Linked DNA regions of Anser cygnoides: region 1 is linked to region 2. The links are chromatin contacts, called in public Hi-C maps. All regions are on one chromosome and are shown on one strand. Each heading gives the region's core, a stretch centred on a gene start, on an enhancer-like site or on the middle of the called end of the contact. The rest is flanking DNA. Distances are from core to core; before and after follow the strand shown. Region 1 has its middle 46 kb from the start of BACH1. Region 2 overlaps MAP3K7CL (MAP3K7 C-terminal like).

Region 1 (5,620 bases), core at 1,214-3,713, 72 kb before region 2:
TCCCCCGGCACAGCTCCAACAAGCCTTGTTTGAGCCCCGTCCCCCTTCTTACCTAGTTTAAAGCGCTCTCTATGAGTCCCGCCAGCTCCTGGCCTAGGATCCGTTTTCCCCTTGGAGATAGGGACCCGTCTGGGGCCATCAGGCCGGGTGCCGAGAAAAGCTCCCCATGGTGAAAAAACCCAAAATTTCTGTGCTGGCACCAGCCTCTGAGCCACCTATTAACCACGCGAGCTTTCCATGTCCTCTCCGTGCCTCTCCCTTCCCCCGTAGGGATGGACGAAAACACCACCTGCACTCCCGCTCCCTCCACCAATCGTCCCAGCCCCCTATAGTCCTGTTTGATAGCCTTGAGGCTTCTCTTTTCAACATCGTCACTGCCAGCCTGGACTATCAAAAGCGGGTAATAGTCAGAGGGGCGAACCAGGTTTGGAAGCTTCCAGGTAATGTCTCTGACCCTGGCCCCAGGGAGGCAGCAGACTTCCCTATGTGTGGGGTCAGGCCGACAAATAGGGCCCTCCGTTCCCCTGAGGAGGGAGTCGCCCACAACAATCACCCTTCTTTCTTTCTTGGTGGAGGCAGTCCTGAGGCGTGGAGTCAACTTCCTCACCTCAGGCATCCTCCTGGGTAGGAGAAAACATGATTATTACTATCAGAAGTATCAAGATGCGTGAGTGAAGAGAGCTATATAAATTATAGCAATTTCTGAATAGACATGGTAATCATGATCCTACATTTCTTGGTAATTCAGATTAATTAATTTACTTTATTCTTAAATTCAAACTTCATATTTAAAAACAGTTCCTTAAAAAAAGATTGATGATTTTAAAGCTTGGGTAAAGCTTAAGTAAAGCTTATGTAAACATCTTAGGTAAAGCTTAGATAAATCTCTCTTTCTGTAGCAGAGAACTGCACACTAGTTGATCACTTCTCTATCTGAAATGTTGTCCATTCCTCATTTTATCACACATTCAGCTCCAGTCTTCACTTATGTTGCTTAGGGGCATACCTATGCACTGAGCATGGACACATGCAACTTCTTTTCTCGTGCTTTTCTGCAGCAGTACCTCCCAGATTTGCCGCAGTTTTTTTCTCCACGTACCTGTTCAACCTCTCTTTCAACCTATGTAATATTTTAGCACCTAAACATATCTTTGTGCATGAAGTCCAAGCCATCCATTAAGTGAAGCCCCACCTCTTGTTCGGTTTGAACCAGGCTCCTGCTAGCTTCATTTAATGGTCCACAGAGGAGACGTTGAACCGTTGGTCCCTCTCTGCCCTCCCCTTCTGGTCACAACCCTGCAGGGCCTCTGTCACATCTCCCACATCACCTATGGACCTTCTCACCAAGTCCTCGTGCAGGAACCATTCCCATTTTTGATCCTCACAAGCAAGGCTCAGGGATAATGGGTCAATTTATGCTATTCTCTGTCAATTAGCTCTTAATTGCAGTTTGTATTCTCTGGGGCCCCTCAACTATTTGCCTTAATTTTCAGATGATTAAATTGAATGTCCTTGTCACAGTGGTGACATTGATTGTTCAAGGAAAACCAATAGAGCTAAGCAGCGACATCCCCTGACTCCTCTCCAGTCTCCCAAGAAGCTGCAGGAATCCTCAGTCTCTCCCTATCAATACAGCAAAGATTTTACATAACAAAACCACAGAACATTTCAGAAACTTGCTTGTTCTGAATCGTGATTCCTCAGCTCAGCAAGCATAGACAACAAGCCACAGACAGATTACTTTTCATGGGTTATTCCATTTTCCGTCCTCATTTCTAACCATTGAATTTCTCACACATATGAAAAACTGTAGAAATAGCCCATGTCCTGGACCCTTTTTTAGAAACTGTAACACCTCCTGACGTTATGACACTTAGCAAGGCCTTGGGAATGCCATTTTCACCTGACCAGGCCAGGACAGAAGACTGTCAGCGGTGGGAGGCCTCAGGGACACCCTCTGCAGATGCTGCCCAACCCTCCAAATGGGGGATGAGACACCTCAGCTGAAGCATAAGCAGAAAAGAAGGCCTCTAAACTAAACTAAACTGAACAAAAGCCTGTGGACACCCTTCTTAGAGGGCAGCCCTCCCTTCAGTGGGTCAGCATGACAGGGGTCCATCTGTTGCTCTGTCAGGCCTACAGGCATTCATTCCTTCAGCACCCAGCAGGACACAGTGCCAGAGTTCATTGAACGCGTGTGTTGCTGGTAACAGGCAGGGCCCAACCCAAATAACAACACGATCCTGATTTTGCCAAAAGTTCAGAGTTTAACCTCACACAGACTGATTTGCTGAGCTTTTCTCATCTGTTTGTTTCAACTGCTATGTAAAATTTTTACCTGTTCATACTGAAACCACACAGGCCTGATAAAGGAAATAATGTACTGGAAACAATATGTCACACAGATATAACACTGAAATCAGCACCTAAATGACCAAAATCCTTGCAGTTGATTTGAGAGTATGTGAAGACAGTATAGCAGAGGCTTAGATCATACTTTGTACTAAAAATGACTCTCAAGTGATGGCTGAAAATGTTGGTGTAGTCAAGCAGGAGAATAAAGAAAGCTATTAATAGCAAAAAGGCATCTGTCCAGAAGTAGAAGCCATGTCCAAACAAGGAAAATAGAAAAGTACATTAATGCTAGCTAAAGATAAAGCCATATTAAAAATACACCGCAGACAAGTTTTTTGAACTTTCTTCAAATTTCTCAGACGTAGAAAATCAACCAGTCTGTAGAACCCGAAAATGAAATAGGTGCAAGAAAAAGAAATTTACACGAGAAATTTAAAGCCATAGCAGAAATGCTAAATCAATGCTTTACTTCTATTTCTATCATGGGGAAGAACATGGAGTTGCCTGTTTTGGCACCTAGCCATACAATCAACTGGAGAATCTGCTAAATAGAAGCGTCAGTAGAAGAAATGTAGAACAAATAGATAAAATAAATAGTAATAATTCATGAGGACCAAATGGTTTTCATTCATTAATTCTTAAGTATCTCAAATATTAATTCTAGAAGTAGTTAGGTGTGATGTCTCCTATGGCATGAGCACTCAGAGAAAAGGAAAGTGATACCAACTTCTGAAAAGAGCTATGGAAGGATCTATGGAGCAGCTGTTTAGTAATTCTGCTGCCCGTAGAGACCAGACTGATTAAGATTATAACAGGGGAAGAATTAAAAGACACATCAGTGTAACAATGAGAAGGGTCAATATGATCACAGGAGGGAAGTCACAAACCTATTAAAGTTCCCTGAAGGGATCACCAAGCATGTGGCCATGAGTGAACCATGTTAGGGTTTCTAAAATGGGCTTGTATAATACTACCTGAACAAAGCTCTTTGTGAAATATAGGTCCTGTTATGGATTAATAATAGGTTAAGAGATGGGAAATAAAAGGCAGGAATAAATGATTAGCCTTCAACCTATACAGGAAGCTACCACATGGGTCCAGTAATGATCTCTGTGTAGAACATGGTCATAAATTATGTGAAAAAGAAAGTGAACTATACAATAAAGATTGCTGATGGTAATAATCCAGCACAGTAAAAGAATAAAATGCACTGTGAAGAGTTGCAGGAGGAGACTGAGCAGCTGGATGGTAAAATAGGCAGATTAAATTCAAAGTTGTTAAAGCACAGTGATCCATATAGGGAAAAACAACCTTATTTAGACATGCACACTAATGAGTTTTAAACTACCTGTCTATGAATAAGAAACAAAAAAATCAAGAGCCATAGTGAATAAGTTTTTTGGAAATAGATCACTTCTGGTCAAAGAAAAAAAAATATTAGCAAAGATTAGGAATAGAGAATAAAACAGAAAGCATTCTTTACCAGTATATAAATACATCTCTTAAACAAGGCATGCAGTTCTGCTCACTATATCTAAAAATGGATATAGCAGAACTTAAGAGAGAAAGACAAAGACAAAGAGAAAACAGAACAAGGCTTTAGAGAATTACTCATCATGGAAAAAAGAGGTAACAGGTCAGTGCTGTACAAAATTCTGCGCAGTAAGGAAAATGTGAATAGAATTGTTATTCACCGTTTTTCACAACACCAACACTTAAAAGCATCGAAAGAATTGGTCAGGTAAAAAAACATAAAAACAAAATAATTAGAATGATCTTTTCTGCATCCTTAAAATGTGTCACTCGCCAGCATGTGAAATGTACTTTTTCTCAAAAAGGAAAAAAAAAAAAAAGCCACTAGGCCATTAAAGAGAAAAATCCAATGCAATCTTGGGCTTAGGAAGCCCATAACCTGTGGATCACCAGGAGGAAATGCCAGGTGAAGAATATCACTGTATTTGTCCAAAGTGCATTAGCCACTCTCACCAAGTGCCTACAGAGCCAGGTGGACCTGTGTACAGACAGCATGACTGTTTCTACACTATAAATACTGAAAAAGAAGTCAATCAAACTGCAGGAACAAATTTGCACAATATGGTAGAAGTCAGCTGCATCCCAGCTTTACCAACTCATGAACAAGTTTACCCAAACTATACCTAATCTGTACCTGTTTACCCCTAAAATGAATTTGCCAATACCATTTCCTGGAGATAGTGTTTCTTGTGAATTCCTTACTTGTCATGATTGCTGTGGGTTGGAAATCATACTCTCATATATCCATTTCTATCTGCAACCTAAATACTAGCAAATGAAAACAGAACCAAGAGAAACTCAGATATAAAATAACTGCAAATCTGCCAAGTAGGATGCCAAGAGCCTCATAAGAAGTACCTGTATTTCCTTCTTCATGGTCCTCCTTTTTCTTCAGCAGTCAATTTTTTTTTGCCTATAATCAAAATGCACATATGTCGTTCTTTCAGAAAACCTAGCTAATTTGAATTTTATTTGCTGACTAAAAGCTTTTTCAGGCTTTATGTAGTATACCCAAAATAAATTAGATGGTAGGTAGTTTCAAAAAAGTGGGATGAAAAAACATTACAAGAAAAAACTTTTTTGAAAGGCCAAGAATTTATCCCTTGTCTTCCATGATCCTGAAGAACTTTCTGAAAGATACTATGTGCTGACTGCAGTCCCATATACTATACAACAGTAATTTGTAAGGTCTTTCACATCAAGTCAGTTCTCAGAAATGACTGCAAGAGTCAGAACAGACCATGAAGATCTCTCATTAATATAGAGATGCAGATACTACAGTTCAATAAAGAACATGAATTTTAATTAATTAATTTATTTATTTTTAAAAAGACATAGTTTAGCATGAGTTTGGTATTTTGGATAAGACATGATTCTGCACAGGCATGTTAAAATGTGTGTCTGTGTTCAATAAGCTGAATTATTGTTCTTAACTGTTACCAAAAAAACAAACAAACAAAAAGTAAGTCTTTAGATTAAAATGTTGAAATATTTCACTTGGCGCACAATCTTACTGGGGGAATAACTTCAAATTAAAGATTTAATTAGTGTGGTGCTTGGTAACATTAGTAAATTATCTTTTGTGGTTATAATCCTGGAAAGCATAATGTTAATGTAGCTGAGACATCCCAAACTCTATAAATAAAATATGGAAAGGAACCAAATTACTATATTGAAAATCAGAGGAACATTCACTTTAATGCGTTACAGCCTGAGCTTTAAATAACATTTA
Region 2 (4,909 bases), core at 661-3,160:
ATCTGGCCTTTTTTGAGATTAATCTAATCTTCAGTTTTGAGAGATAGCACGGTTTACCCATGGCTTAGCTGACTGCAGTCACAGTTACTGCAGTTCAAGGAGTCACAAAAGACCCCTGGCACGCTCATTTCTCCCAGCTGTGCTTCTCATATAAAAAAGAAATAGGGAACAGTTAGCAGCCATTACAGCAATTTAAATCATCCAAAAGTTGCAGTATATTGAAGGCCTCCTGTAGCTAAATGTCAGCTTTGTTTTATGTCACTGGTGTAATGCATATCAGCTATACTGTAGCAAAGTCTCTTCTGCTTCCTTTCACCAGATATAAAACATACCTGATAAGCTCTTCAAGAGAAAATGTTAAGGGTCTATTTTTCTTCAGCAGAATTCTGTTAACATTTGGCATAATATAGCCTTAATTTTTCTTAAAGCAGCAAGCCATTAACAGATTCATTTCTCTTTGCTTAGACCATGCTAGATCAGTTTTCATATTGGCCAAGATGAACTAATTATGCTAGAAAATGTGATATTCCAGCTCCTATTAATGGGACTATCAACCACAAAGGACTAATTGCAAGTATGCTTTAGAGAGTAAGAAACATATTTAAGGATGGTGAGATTTTACTAGTCTAACAGCCTCAATCAAGTTCAGCCTTTTGGGCTTCTTCTAGATGGTTTTTGTCTCTTTGGACTGAAAGAGAGCTTCAGCAGTATTTCTTTGCAATTATTCTACTTGTACAATGTTGGACGGATGGATTAAATGAAACTTTTCCAAACTACAGTCTGTTGACTAAGAAGTCCTCCAAACACATTTATTTGTAATAATTCTTACATTTACAAGGTTCTTAAAGGGAGGTGCAGTGAACACACTAATAAGCAGTCAGCATCTTAAGAGCAGGTAAACCTTTTCCAGGAGGAATTTTAGTACTTGTGGGAGAAAGGTACTGTCTACTCTACTTGGACTTGAGCCAGGCAGACAGCGTGCAAACTCAGACAGCTCTATTAATGAATGTCATTCTTGATTTGATAAGATGAGGCTACGTGCAAGCATGGTTTTCATGCTGCCCTCTAATAAACCTAAAGCAGTGCAGGTGGCTTTTTTTTTTTTTCCTTCTTATTTCTTCCTGGGATTAAGCTTTGCTGTTAAAGAAAGCAAACAAGAGCTAAGATCAAAGTATCCTAATTTCTGTAGTCCACTCTCTAGGACCTCCCTGCCAGAATGCAGTTTCCTTGCACTGAGGTAGTAAAATTGCCGTGTTCTGAGTCAGCAGAACCTACTTATTCCCTTCCCATCAGGATCAACACCTGTTTACAGGGTAGGATGATGTTTCAGGCAAATACTGCCAGCCTGCCACAGAGATCTAAAATTAGAGTACCAGGGAATTGCTAAATGTTATGAATGGTGTGGTTTACGAAGCTCACAAAAGGATGAGGACAGTAACTAACATTTGCTTCTGATCTAATCCAGGATTTGAACTTAGCTCTCAGAGGTTAAAGAACATCATACTAAGCTCTTGCACCATCTAGCCTTTGTTATGGATGCCTAATAAATAGATCTGGCATTGTGTAATCTGTGTTTGTTGTTAATGGTTACCCTGTATTTAAATATTAACAGCATTGATAAGGTATTTTCTAAAATGGTGCTGGGGTACTCGAAGCTTTGAGACAATCTGTAACATGCACTTTAAGTGTTCTTTTTTGGGGAGGGGTTGGGGTGAGAAGGGAAGACCAGTGTGATTTGCATCACGAATCAATAAACCACAAGCCATACCAGACCAGGAAAACAAACAAAAAAACAAACAAACAAAACCATCATGGTCTTAGGGAAATTGTTCTCTTGTCCTGGCCTTAATGACTGCCCTTGCAGAGAACAGAATTACTTTACAGTAATACTCACAACAAATAAATACCAAGAAAAGTGTCAGATAAGGCAAATATACTTAATTCCAGATAACTCTATTTGGAGATGAACTGGACTCACGGCAAACAGCTTCCACAGTGCAAAGAGCTGCCTTTGTCTTTACCTGGTTGTGAGCAACATATTCAGGATCATGAACCTGTGGTACTACACACTTCTTCCTAGCTGACGTGTCTGTGTCCTGGTGGCCATAAGGTCATTTACTCTTCCCATATTTGACTTTCATGTCAGGAGGAATCATGAGATTCCCGTCAGGTAACTGCTGACTGAGGAGACTGCCCTTGTGTGTTCAAAGTCTGGTAACTAATTTTTTAAAAACTGAGATAGCCTACTTTAATGTAAATAAAACCATTCCTCAGATGCCAGCACATAAAGGTGTGTAAGTAATCACTACTACAACAGGGCATGTAGAGGTTTCTCTTTGTATTTGAGAAGATGTTATTTCTACTGATTTGGCAAGTTAACAGGTATTTTGGATATGTTTGAGCTGATGAAAAATCAGGCCTAGAATGGAAGAATTAGTCGGATAAAAAGTTGCCTTTATGACTTACACCAGTCTTTTTCTGCAGTACCTGAAAGCCTGAAGACTACTTGTCTCAACAGTGTAGTGACTCTCCAGAAAGTGTGCTTGGAGGAGCCACTTGGGCTTGAGACCTTACAAAAACTCCTTGGGTGATGAGTGCATGCTAAAGCATATGGAAGTATCCCACAAGATTAAGTGGACATCTCCACTGCATGACTACTGCAACACATGTAAAGGAAGGAAAAGCAATCATCTCCATGGCAAAGAAAAAGAGCAATCCTAAACCAGGTGGTGGTCAAGTGATATTTTCTGGAGAGTTATATTAGAATTGTCTGGGGGAGGAAAAAGAGAAAACCAGCCAGAGCTAAGAATATAAGATATAGCTAGCAACCATGGCAACTCTAATATTTAACTACATAATCCAGGGTCATTATCTAGTAATAGCAATATAACAAGTGCTCAAAATAACCAGCCATCCCATCCCTTTCACCCAAACTTAGATACCCAAAAACATCTGTTATGGAAATACATGTGTGTTTCTGGAACATAAATTAAATAACATTCTGTGACCTAAATGTAGTGTGTTCTCGCTCCCACACCCTTTTCTTTCTTTTCGATCGTGTCTCCCATTCCAGACTGATTTTGTCCCTTCTAATACATATTGCTGGCATAAATGGCATAACTGGGAAGAGTTTGAGTGAAGACTGCAACCAGAGCTATGATGATTTATATTAGCAAAAAAAATCTACCCGATGTTCTCTTAAATTCCTTCAATTTCTTGCTTCCTTTTATTTGTCTTTTTCCTAACTTTTTTCCCTTCTCATTTGCTTTGCCCCATGAGTTTCTCTTTTTATGAACATACAACTTCCCCTTCTCTTTTACATTTCCCATTTCCATGTAAAATAGTTGTCATCTTCCCTCCCACTCAACCTAGTACACTCTCTTGCAAGCTGCATTGCACACAACAGAAAGGGACAAATAAGCTCTGTTCTTGCTCTGAAGAAAAGCAACCTCTGTCATTTCACGCCACTGATTTTCCATACTCCAGCCATACATAATTTACACACCACAGTGTGAGACAAGTTAAACTAAGAAGAACTGAAAACCTTTGAAATTTTTAAAAAGAGTAAATATTTTTTGACTATTTTATAACAATGTTATTCACCTTTCTAGTTCTTAAGGACTCCTCCTTTAGAAATACACCTGTGTTTATTACTTCATATATATAAGGTTAAATTGAACTTTGCAGGTGGGAAAAAAATTGTATGAAGCAAAATGAATACTATTCTTTTTTACTATTATTTTCTCTTGTTTGTTTTGCTAAACATGTCCAATACTTCTATAGATATTTATTTCAGGTTAACTTAAAATAATTTATTTCCCCTAGCTACCGAATTTTTCTCCATTTTTAGTCAATTTTCGGCTTTGTTCCTGATAATCATCATCTTCAATATTCTGTGTGCCCAGTGTACTACACTGTACCACAGGTGCAGATGTACCTGTGTATCTGTACCACAGGTGCAGATGCTGCAGATGCTGCCAGGTGGGACTTGACATTTGAATTTCAAAGGTGCGTTGACTTGTGGGGAAGAAGTTCAAAACACTGGCAGGGCTATCATCCAACAGCACTTCTTGTTGTCTTTGGTAAAAATGTAAGCCGAAGAACACTGCACAAATTACTTGTTCACATTAAAAAGCACAAAACTCTACTTCTGTCCATTTTATCAAATTAATATTTAAAAGAAATAGACAACAGTAACAGATAGCAGATCTGTTAGGCAATTGTGCATCTGCATTTCCATACCATTAAATTTAAGTAGATCAAGACACCTGTAACAGTTCCTAATCTGCTCAAATTTCAGAAAGCTGCAGACAACTCCACATTTTCACTTTGATTATAACTGCTTTTGAGTCTAAAAGCTGTGCATCACAACAAACTTCTTTTAGAAAAGACAAATCATCTTCCTCTCTTGAGAGAGAGAAATAGTCAATATGCATCTCACCCCAGATGTCATGATCCACTCTCCACCTCTTTAATTCAGCATATGCTAACCCATAAACTTCTTTTAACTTTCAAAGTGTTACTGTTGAGTATGTTTTTAGATAGAAGTAAGTGATCGTTAGACCAAAAACCTCATTTATGTTTTGCTTACTTCTACACCTCCACACTTGTACCTCCTTTCTACCTAGTTTTATACAAAAATCAAGATAAATTTATTTAGGTCATGTATGCTTACATGTGTGTAGAGGTCTATGTGTCCTAGTAACTTTCTAATCCACTTTCTGATTTTAACCAAACTTTACAGGGCGAAGAAATCCCAGTTTCTGGAAGGTTTAAAACAAACAATCCTCTCTGCTACAGAAAAAACCTACTGCAACAGAAAAGACAGACACCCCAAAGAGGGAAGGCAGTATGATGAGCCCTCCTCCAAAACACTACAAAATAGACAATCTACCTGAAGGGAGGGACT

What was found. A called contact is a pair of places that touch in the nucleus more often than the background predicts.
Region 1: a contact with region 2 is called in a Hi-C map of liver, with 3 times the contacts expected there. The contact joins two enhancer-like sites. A contact is called at or near these places in 2 of 7 Hi-C or Micro-C datasets (both in liver).

What each region holds. Positions count from the first base shown.
Region 1 is chr1:112,095,019-112,100,638 of Taihu_goose_T2T_genome, reverse strand. No RefSeq gene overlaps it. Among named protein-coding and RNA genes, the nearest start is that of BACH1, 46 kb to the right of the region's middle. Within about 2 kb of position 2,463, at least 1 of the 3 cell types and tissues checked has open chromatin away from gene starts, as enhancers often do. A contact at or near this core is called in liver, where this site is marked.
Region 2 is chr1:112,023,307-112,028,215 of Taihu_goose_T2T_genome, reverse strand. All of the region lies in intron 4 of MAP3K7CL (MAP3K7 C-terminal like), which reads right to left. Among named protein-coding and RNA genes, the nearest start is that of BACH1, 26 kb to the left of the region's middle. Within about 2 kb of position 1,910, at least 2 of the 3 cell types and tissues checked have open chromatin away from gene starts, as enhancers often do. A contact at or near this core is called in liver, where this site is marked.